2 separate regions of the Sus scrofa genome follow, and region 2 is linked to region 1. Evidence: chromatin contacts called from public Hi-C data. All regions are on one chromosome and are shown on one strand. The core of a region is the stretch at or near the end of the contact, and the rest is flanking DNA. Distances in the headings are between cores, read along the strand shown. Region 1 overlaps LOC102159120 (a long non-coding RNA gene). Region 2 overlaps LOC102159120 (a long non-coding RNA gene).

What was found. A called contact is a pair of places that touch in the nucleus more often than the background predicts.
Region 2: a contact with region 1 is called in a Hi-C map of liver, with 2.8 times the contacts expected there. The contact joins two enhancer-like sites. A contact is called at or near these places in 1 of 5 promoter capture datasets (liver) and 3 of 47 Hi-C or Micro-C datasets (liver and skeletal muscle).

The regions. Positions count from the first base shown.
Region 1 is chr5:91,031,781-91,037,331 of Sscrofa11.1, forward strand. All of the region lies in intron 2 of LOC102159120 (a long non-coding RNA gene), which reads left to right. Among named protein-coding and RNA genes, the nearest start is that of BTG1, 220 kb to the left of the region's middle. Within about 2 kb of position 3,166, at least 7 of the 83 cell types and tissues checked have an H3K27ac peak or open chromatin away from gene starts, as enhancers often do. A contact at or near this core is called in liver, where this site is marked.
Region 2 is chr5:91,109,421-91,114,421 of Sscrofa11.1, forward strand. It overlaps LOC102159120 (a long non-coding RNA gene), which reads left to right. Exons shown (of 9, transcript XR_002344338.1): 9 at 4,091-5,001. Among named protein-coding and RNA genes, the nearest start is that of BTG1, 300 kb to the left of the region's middle. Within about 2 kb of position 2,706, at least 4 of the 83 cell types and tissues checked have an H3K27ac peak or open chromatin away from gene starts, as enhancers often do. A contact at or near this core is called in liver, where this site is marked.

The DNA.
Region 1 (5,551 bases), core at 1,916-4,415:
CTTTCTGGAAATCAAGCAGACCCAATCCACTGCACCTCGCCTTCTTATGTAATAACCTGGAGGGTAGGGAGAACCATCTGCTTCAAGAGCAACATATTTGAGTCCATAAGGCAAATAAGTTGGCAGGAAACAGAAGGATTGTGACATTGCCATTTGGCATTCCTGACTTGTTTTGCATTTATAAAATGGAACTATGTAGCCCAACAGTTTGATTCCACAAGCCTGTCATTATCATTCATTCTGAAATAAACATAGTCAAGGACATCGTGTACAAAATAAAGGATCCTTGTTTTGGGAGACGATGTCAGGTAGGAGGATTTTTTTTTTCTTTCTTTAACTCGTACCCCCTAAAGCACTAGCTTACAAGTGACTTCAACACTGAAGTCAATGAAGCAGGCAAACAAGTAAGGGAAAAAACTTGGGATTAAATTTAAGAACATAAGATCACAAGATTATTTAAAAGGTAGTACGATAAAAACAAAAATGAACTAATGTGACGTAATTAAACGTAAAAGCATTTGCATAGCAAAGGAATCCATAAAAAAAAGATGAAAAGACAACCCAAGGAATGGGAGAAGATCTTTGCAAATGGAGCACCCAACAAGGGATTGCTCTCCAAAATATACCCATATATCACGGAGCTTTATATCCAAAAAACAAAAAATCCAATTTAAAAAAATGGTCAGAAGATCTAAATAGGCATTTCTCCAAAGAAGTCAGACAGATGGCCCAAAAAAACACATGAAAAAATGCTCAACATTACTAATTATTAGAGAAATGCAAGTCAAACTTACAATGAGGTATTTATTGCCTCATACCAGTCAGAATGGCAATCATCAAAAAGTTTACAAATATTAAATGCTGCAGAGGGTGTGGAGAAAAGGGAACCCTCTTCCATGTTGGTGGGAATGTAAATTGATGCCACCACTATGGAGAACAGTATGGCGGTTCCTTAAAAAACTAAATACAGAGCTACTGTGTGATCCAAAAATCCCACTCCTGGGCATCTATTTGGAGAAAAACGTAATTTGAAAATATACATGCACTCCCAATGTTCATTGCAGCACAATTTTACAATATCCAAGACATGAAAGCAACCTGAATGTCATTGACAGAGGAATGGATAAAGAAGTGGTATATACACACAGTGGAATACTACTCAGCCATAAAAAGATGAAATAATGCCATTTGGAGCAAGACGGGTGGACCTAAAGATTATCATACCAAGTGAAGTAAGTCATACAGAGTAAGACAAATATATATCATTTATATGTGGAATCTAATAAAGCTGATATCAAAGAACTTATTTATAAAACAGAAACAAACTCACAGATTTCAAAACCAGTCTTACAGCTACCATAGGTGAAACCACCGGGGGAGGTAGAAATTGGGAGGGTGAGAATAACATATACAGACTACTGTATAAAATAGACGATTTAACAAGAACCTACCATTTGGCACACATACACCAAAAGGTAGTACAAAGTAGTGCTTCCAATTCATAGCTGGTCATCTAAATTCACCCAGAGAGCTTTAAAATGTATATAGAAATCCGAACCCAACTGCAGACAGAGCTTCCAGAAATAAGGCCCAAGTGTGTGTCTATTTAAAAAATCCCCTGTGGCCATTCTGATGATCAGCTGCAGTGTAGATCTACTGCTTAAAAATTTGCACGCTAATATATGGGGAGCCAATTTGTGTATTTTAAATTGCATGTGTAATCTTGAAAAATGAGCTCATAATTTTTCTTTGATATGATTTCTAAATGCTCAAAATAATCTAGATATTCAGTAGACTTTCTTGTCAATAGCCATTTGGAAATCCCTTCACTAATAATTAGTCAAGAAAAAGTAAGAGATGTTAATCAGTTTATCTCTAAATGATTGTATTTTAGTGGGAAACAAAAGATGAACCTAAAGAATTACTAAGTGTGGCCTGAGGATGAGCCAACAATTATAATAAAAGAAAAAAACTTCATGGAATTTCCATTGTGGCTGAGCAGATTGAAGATGCAGCATAGTTTCTGTGAGGATGTGGGTTCAGTCCCTGGCCTCTCTCAGTGGGTTAAGGATCCAGTGTTGCTGCAAGTAGAGCTGTAGGCTCCAGATATGACTTGGATCTGGTGTTGCCTTGGCTGTGCTGTAGGTCTCAGCTGCAGCGCCAATTCAACCCTCAGCCTGGGAACTTGCATATGCCATAGATGCAGCTGTAAAAAGAAAAAAAAAAAAAAAAAAAAAAAAGGCAGTTGTAAGAAGAATTCCAGTTGCTTCTCCAGTGCTTTCTTAGAAGCCCCAAAGAATCTAAAAAACCTTCAGGAAGCTCCTGTTGATTATCTCAGCTGCCTGAAGCCCTGGAATGGGGGAATCCATCCAGAAGCTACTGTGAATTTTATATCAGATATTTGCCCATGCTTCTAGTAATCACCTCTCCTTTTCTTAGAGAAGGAAACTCTAATCCACACTCAAATACAGAATATACAGAAAAAATTATTCTGGGAGATGTAGTTTCCAGATTCTTCTTTGTTATACAGGAAGATGTACCAAGAGAGAATCTGACAATCTTTAAATGTTTAGAATAAGAAAAAATGAAAATAAATAAGCTGAATATTTAAATTGGTTGGGGTTCATTCAGGGAAACAAATCACTCTTGGTATTTCAACAGGAAGAATTTACTTATTTATTTTTTAAATTTTAATTTCTTTATATATATTTTCTTTCTACTGCAACACATGGTAACCCAGTTACACATACATGTATACATTCTTTTTTCTCACATTATGTGTTCCATCATAATTGACCAGACAGAGTTCCCAGTGCTACACAGGGAGAATTTATATCTTGTATTTCTTTGCTCAGTGTTTCCTGTAAATGATCAATCTTTGCCTCCAGTTTATTTCCAATGTCTTGCGTCATTTTCAGCATCAACAGTCTAAAGTCTTTTTCCTGGAGGCTAATAACCTCCTCCTTGCTTAGCTGTTTTTCTGGGGTTTTTTCCTTTCTCCCTTATCTGAGTTGTGGTTCTCTGCCTTTTCATTTTTACAGGTTTTTGCTGTGGTGTCCTTTTTGCAGACAATAGAGTTGTAGCCTCACTTCTTATGTCTGTCCCCGTTGTGGCTGAAGTTGGTACAGGAGCTTGCTGTAGACTTCCTGGTGGGAGGGACTGGTCCTTGCCCACTGGTAGGTGGGGCTAATTCCTATCCCTCTGGTGGGTGGGGCTAGTCTCTGGGTGAGAGTAGAGGTGGCTGTGTGCCTGGGGGTGTTTAGGCAGCCTGTTTACTGATGGGTGGGGTGTGATCCCACCTGGGATTATTGTTTGGCCTGGGGCTTCTCAACGCTGATAGGTGGGGCCAGATTTTCCTAAAATGGCCCCCTCCAGAGAAACACATTCTGATGAATATTCCCGAGAACTCTGCCTCCAATGCTCTTCCCCCACAACAAGCCACAGTCACCCCCTGTTTCCCCAGGAGATCCTCCAAGTACTGCAGTCAGGTCTGACCCAGATTCCTATGGTGCCTTTGCTCTGCCCTGGGACCCAGCGCATGTGAAAGTCTGTGTGCACCTTTCAAGAATGGGGTCTCTGTCTCCCCTAGTCCTGTGGAGCACAAGCCCCACTGGCCTTCAATGCCACATGCTCCAGGGGCTCTTTCTCCCAGTGCCAGATCCTCATGCATGGGGATTTGACGTGGGGCTCAGAACTCTCACTCCTGCATGTGAGTCTCTGTGATACAGTTACTTTCCAGTCTGTGGGGCTTCCCATCTGGGAGGTATGGGGTTGCTTATATTGTGTAATTTTCCCTCTTACCTCTTGATGTGGCCTCCTCTTTGTCTTCTGGAGTAGGATATCTTTTTGAAAGTTTCCAGTCCATTTGGCTGAAGGTTGCTCAGCCTTTGGTTGTAATTTTGTTGTTTCTATACGAGAAGTTGAGCTCTAGTCCTTCTATTCCACCATCTTAGTCCCGTCTCCCCTCAATGGGAAGAATTTAATGCATGGAATTTGTCATTCAAGTGCTAGAGAACTAAAAAGGAACAAAGGGAACATTAGTAGGGATCTTTAGGAAAAGTTGCTACCATCCTTAGGGGTGGAGAGAATAAAAGAAGAGGCTGAGATGAATAGAATTTAGAAGCTTCCTGGAAGGAGCCTACAAAGTTAGGACTCGGAATTCGAAGAGAGGGTGCCACCTAACTGTCTGCTGCTGGTACCTCAGGGGCTTGGAGGAGGGACTCACAGAATGGGGCTCTAATCTCTGAACAGGGGAGGCTGCCCAGTTGGTGCTGGTACTTCAGAAGATCCAGAGAGGTCTTGTTTTGTCCCAACTCTGACACATCAGGAATCAGCACTGCATGGTTGGTGCTGTGAGGAGGCACAATGAGGTGGGTGGAGGGAGTGTCCCAGTGAGCCGCAAGCTGTAAGCTTTAATTCTTCTGCTGCCAGGATAAAAGGCAAGCAGGGTGGCCTGGTAGGATAAATCAACAAGCGTCAATAAACCAGCCCCTTCACCTGCCATCCAGTCCTCTCACTAGTTCCTTCTATTGAGGTAAAAGGTAGACTTTCTGACAAAGAGAATTGTTTGTTGTTTGCAGAATTTTCATCACAAAGTAGAGTGTAGAATTTTGAACCTGGCACATTATTCAGTGGAAAAATTTTGGAAAATAGCAACAGAATAAGCCAAAAGTATAAGATAGAAATAGTGGAGGGAAGAGAAGACATATATAAAATTGGACATAGACATTGGCTGTAGAAGACCAACAAAACTAAATTTTGAGTCTTTGAGAAAACTAATAAAATAAAACTCTGGGAAGTTTGAGTCATAAAAAGGGAGAAAAAAAAAGAAACATTAGACATTTTTTAAAAAGTAGCTAAAGATACAGCAAAGATATCAAATGTGATGAAAATGTGAACAACTTTATATCAATAAGTTTGGAAACCTCTAACAATTATATCAAAGAAAAATGAAATTACTGAAGTTGATGCATAAGGATACGGAAACATGAATGTTCCTAAAGGATCAACTGACTTTGAAACAATAGTTGAAAATATTCTCACACACAAAAAAGATGAAAACCTCCAGGTTCAGATCCTTTACAATATTAGATAATTCTTGTTTGCATTTGTAGTTTTTGGGTCCTGGATTTCTTTAAACATATCATACATACCTGTTTTGTATTCTGAACCCGATATTTCCAGTATCTACAGTCCCTGAATGGGGAAGTGTCAATAGCTATATTTATTGTTTCTGTCGATACTCACTCTTCGTAGCTTGTGAACTTACTTTGATTTTAATTGGTGTGACATCCATGGACTTAAATGAATGTATCTTTCTTCCAGAGGGAGTTGCTTCTATTTCTGCCTCTGTTTTTACAAGAAGCCAAGATATCCTTAACTTGGGACCATTTTAGCCTTAAGGCTTTAGGCTCATTGTGGATATCAGACTTGGCTTCACCACTCGTGTGCTGGCCCTGGGCTCATTGTTCTAATAGCCATGTGCTATGGGATCCATGCTTCAGACAAGCTGCACACCTACATCCTAGCTGTTCCAACGGGAGCTCCCCTA
Region 2 (5,001 bases), core at 1,456-3,955, 77 kb after region 1:
AGAAATGGAAAAATATCTCATGATCCTGGATTGGAAGAATTAATAACATTAAAATGGCCATACTACCCAAAGCAGTTTACAGATTTAATGTGATCCCTATCATATTACCCATGACACTTTTCACGGAACTAGAACAAGCAATACAAAAATGTATATGGAACCATGAAAGATCCAGGCTTACCAAAGCAATCTTGAGGGGAAATAAGACAAGCAGGAGACGTAACTCTCCTAGGCATCAGACAATATTACAAAGCTACAATAATTAAGACAGTGTTGTGCTAGTACAAAAACAGACATATGGACCAATGGAACAGAAGAGAGAGCCCAGAAATTAACTCAGACACCTACGGTAAATTAATCTTTTAAAAAAGGAGGCAAGAATACAAAATGGGAAAAAGACAGTCTCTTCAGTAAGTAGGTAAACCGGACAGCTGCATGTAAGTCAATGAAACTAGAACAGACTCCCTCATCATGCGCAAAAATAAACTCAAAATGTCTTAAAGACTTAAACATAAGCCAAGATACCATAAAACTCCTAGAAAAGAACACTGGCAAAACATTCTCTGATATCAACTGTACAAATGTTTTCTTAGGTCACTCTCCCAAGGCAATAGAAAAAAACACAAAAATAAACAAATGGGACCTTATCAAACTTAAAAGTTTTTGCACAGCAAAAGAAATCATAAAAAACTAACAAAAAACCCCAAAAAGATAACCTACAGAATTCTAGAAAATAGTTGTAAATGATGCAACAGATAAGGGATTAATCTCCAAATTATACAAACAACACATACAACTCAACTGCAAAAAAAAAACAAACAATCCAGTTGAAAAATGGGCAAAAGTCCTAAACAGACTTTTCTCCAAAGAAGACATATGGATGGGCAACAGGCCCATGAAAAAATGCTCCACATCTGTAATTATTACAGAAATTCAAATCAAAACTACAGTGAGGTACCACCTCACACCGGTCAGAATGATTATCATTAATAAGTCTACAAATAAAAAATTCTGGAGAGGGTGTAGAGAAAAATCCCACAATTTCCACTGTTGATGGGAATGTAAATTCATACAATCGCTATGGAAAACAGTATGGTGGTACCTCAGAAAACTAAATATAGAACTACCACATGATCCAGCAATCGCACTTCTGGGCATATATCTGGACAAAACTTTTAGACTGCTTTGGGTATTATGGCCATTTTAATGATATTAATTCTTCCAATTCAGGATCATGAGATATCTTTCCATTTCTTTGAATCCTCTTTAAAAAAAGAAAGAAATCTCAATGTTAAAAAAACTTGCTTAAGCATATGCTATTTTTAATAAAACTTAGGCAAGTCTAGTTAGCCTATCAACAACAACAACAACAACAACAACAAAAACAATGCAAATAAAAGTACAAAAGTCAGTATGACGGATAACTTGCACTGGAGCCACAGACAGGAGGACAGAAGAGAAGAGTATGTTAATATACATTTAAACAATTGTCAGTGTTCTAGTTCTTGGCCTGGATGTTGGGTTCACAGATATTTATTAGTTATTGAAATGAATGAGTGAACAAACAACTAAGTAAAATAAAAGATGGCTCACACATGGATCAGTGTTGAAAGTTGTGTCACGACTCACAAATTAATTCAAATCTGTATACCACAGGTTCATTTAAAAACCAAGCAAGAGAATAAAAAAATTCAAAAAGCTAAAGTTGATTTTATCTGTTTAATTTTTTAATTTTTCCAGCTGGAGAAATAAAAGGCATAATGAATCTATTGTACATGCTTAAAAATAGCAATTGAATGGAAATTTATTTTTGGAGGATTTACAATCTAATGTCATTACTAGCAATCGCAGGATGTGTGGCACACAGTTTAGTACTTGCCTCTTCTAAATCCAGCTTTTATTAGAATTTTGTTTGTGATGAGGGGATGGGCAGGAATGTTCCCTCAGAGAGATGCTGTTTCATTAACATAATATATAGATCATTCTGTCCGTAGAGACTGATTCTTCTATGTGATACTATTAGGTTTTTATCTTTTAATGATGATTTTGTTTCTTGTAACTTCCTGTTGTTCCCATTACAATTATATCTTTATAAAAGAAGCAGAGTTACTGCAGTCTATGTGAAGGTGACATTATAATTATTACCTTTATTAGGCAATCAGGATTCAGGCTACCCAGACTGAATGAACTAGAAAAACTGGACAGTCATTTACTTTATGTGATTTATATCATCTTGATCCAAATAATTTAAACTATTAAACTAGGAGCTTAGAACCATATCTCAATAGGGAATTATGTTCTTCATAAATATAATTCAGACCCTCTGGTCTCCCATGTTGAATGATGAAAATGTCCAAGGTAGTAAAAACTTATGGTTGGAACAGACCTCAGATGAGGTATCACAAAGATCAGAGTCTCAAGTGAGTGCATGTGTGTTCGGAGTTTTCTGGTGGGGAGAGCACTCTACAGATACAGGTCGGAATATCTCTGTGCTCTTTCCCCAAGTACCTGTATGAATAGAAACAGCTCAACATTTTTGTTTCCTTCAGGCCTTTATTACAAATTGTAGGGTTTAAAAAAAAAATCTCTTTCTATTCCTTTCTGCTAGTGTCCTACATGAAAATACTGGAGCCCCAGGACGGGGCTTACCACTGCATTGCTTGTATTGCAGTGCCAGCTCCAAGGCCAGACAGCAAATATACGCTGAATGACTGACTAGCCCCATTAGGCAGTGAAGCTGCTTTAGCAATCAGTCTCCTAAAATAGGGTTATTTACTTGTTGAAAACATGCTTTTCACATTGGCTTAGCTCTTTAATTGACACAGGCCCACTGCCACTCTGCTGTGACACAGATCCCTTTCTGAACACTCCCCAGCTTTTCTGACCTCCATTTCACATGGAGACACATTGACAACCACATCCATTTTCATTCAACGGCACTGCCCTGCCTTACCCCTACCTCTACATTGCAATTCTTTGATTCTTTATTATAGATCTAACATGCCCCAGCCTGGTCTGGGAGTCCTTGGCTTTAGATTATAAATAGGGCTGCAACTCAAGTGGAATCTTGTTTGTTTACTAGACTGCTTTTGAGGTTGTTCAAACCCAAATAGCCAGAGGAGAGATGGAAACTTAATTTGTTTCAGGCTTCAGTGCCTGGAGGCAAGGCAGACTCTCAGTTTCCCATGAGCAGACAACTAAATGTTTTCAACCTGGGTGAGCAAAAAAGACTTTGTATACAAGCCATACAGGCATTTCCCAACAAGTTCAGCTCAGATTCAAATGACAGTTACCTGTCATACACTGAATGAGATCCAGCTACCCAGGGAGTTGAGCAATTGTTTGCTTGTTCAATACATTAATCCTCGACTTAAACAGAGGCACACATTACAGAAAGTACAGCAAACACTCCATGTGCCAAACATGATGAGGCTTCTTCCTGCTCTTCTCTGCCCTTACCTTCACCAATCCCTACTGGAATAACAAGTTCTAAAGTTCTTTCTGCTGTCCTGGAAGCTGTTATTGTGGAGACAAAAAGCTATAGTTAGGGCAAATTGAATTGTTATGCAAGACTGAAGCCAGTTGTTTGGAAGAAGGAATCTCAGGCAAGAATTAAGTTGGAAATTTTAATGTGTTAAGTGACATAATATGAAAGAATTACTGTTTTGTGAACCATGTAGAAAGAAAGATGGTAAACTGAGTGTGTCCCAAACAATTTAATTTAATTCAGTGCAGAAATTACTTTTTGAACACCAATCATGAAGCCTTAAATTAGACTACATGTTAGATATTGAATGAGAAGAGAACAGATTCTTCTCAGGAAGTCTATAGTTTGAATATTAATTCACACAGGCCAATGTAATACCTGTAATTAACACAGATACCAGCAAATAATAGGCATTAATAAATTTTATGCCATTGCATTATTATTGTATTGTGTTATTATTATTATTATTGTGACAAGTATTATACTACTGCTATGCAGTGAAAAATATTATAGGGCTGTCTTCATATTTTTATTTTGCCCATGGGAGGCTTATAAGAGAAAGCAATACAGTAACTGACTCTTTTTTTTTTTTTTGTCTTTTAGTAACTGATTCTTGAATGGTGATCCTGCCAGCAGGAAGAAGGAAAGGACATTAAGATAGAAGGAATGGCATATACAAAACATCCATGGCATAAAGAAACAACCAGTTCAGTGGCAAGAAATATCCAGATCCTTCTTGGTAGGCCAGGGTACTTTTGGCAAGAGAACATTCCTCTGTACTAAGGTCCAGACCTAGTAGTCCTTGTCCAGGGTAGACCAGATCCTTCTTGGTAGGCCAGGGTACTTTTGGCAAGAGAACATTCCACTGCACTAAGGTCCAGACCTAGTAGTCCTTGTCCAGGGTAGGATAACTTGAGACAGTATAGGGAGGTTTTGAAACACAGTAAAAGAATGCATCCAAAGTAAGCAAAAAGCAATGCCAGTGGTCAAGTCTGAAGAGCCAGCTGAAGCTGTGGGTGGGCTAATGAGTAATGCAGTAAAAAGTAATAGGGATTGAAGTGTGTCAAACGCAGATCTAGAAATAAGTTGGAGGGAAGGGCATTTTATTTCGATCGTGATTGGCACCACTGAAAGTGGATGAGAGACAAGAAGGAAAAGTACCAGTTAGAAAGCACTGCAAAATTTAAGTAGATGATAACGACCTGAAATAAGACAGCAATACTGGGTTCAAGTGTGAGAAAAATTTAGGAAGCAAACTGCATCACACTTGATAAACAATGGATATGTGATTGAGAAGATAGTTGTAAAAATGCTGCCGTGGTGCCCAGGAACAACACCTTGCAGAGTTTGGGATACAGACTAAACCTGTGACTGGTATATATTGACCCAACAGCTAGAGCATCAGGAGTCTGAGAAGCAAAGAAAGGAAGTAACATTAGCCTCTATCATCATTCTTAATGAACAACCCATCTGTTTGTTTATATTTCCCGTCACCTTTGGTTCTGCCAAATTAG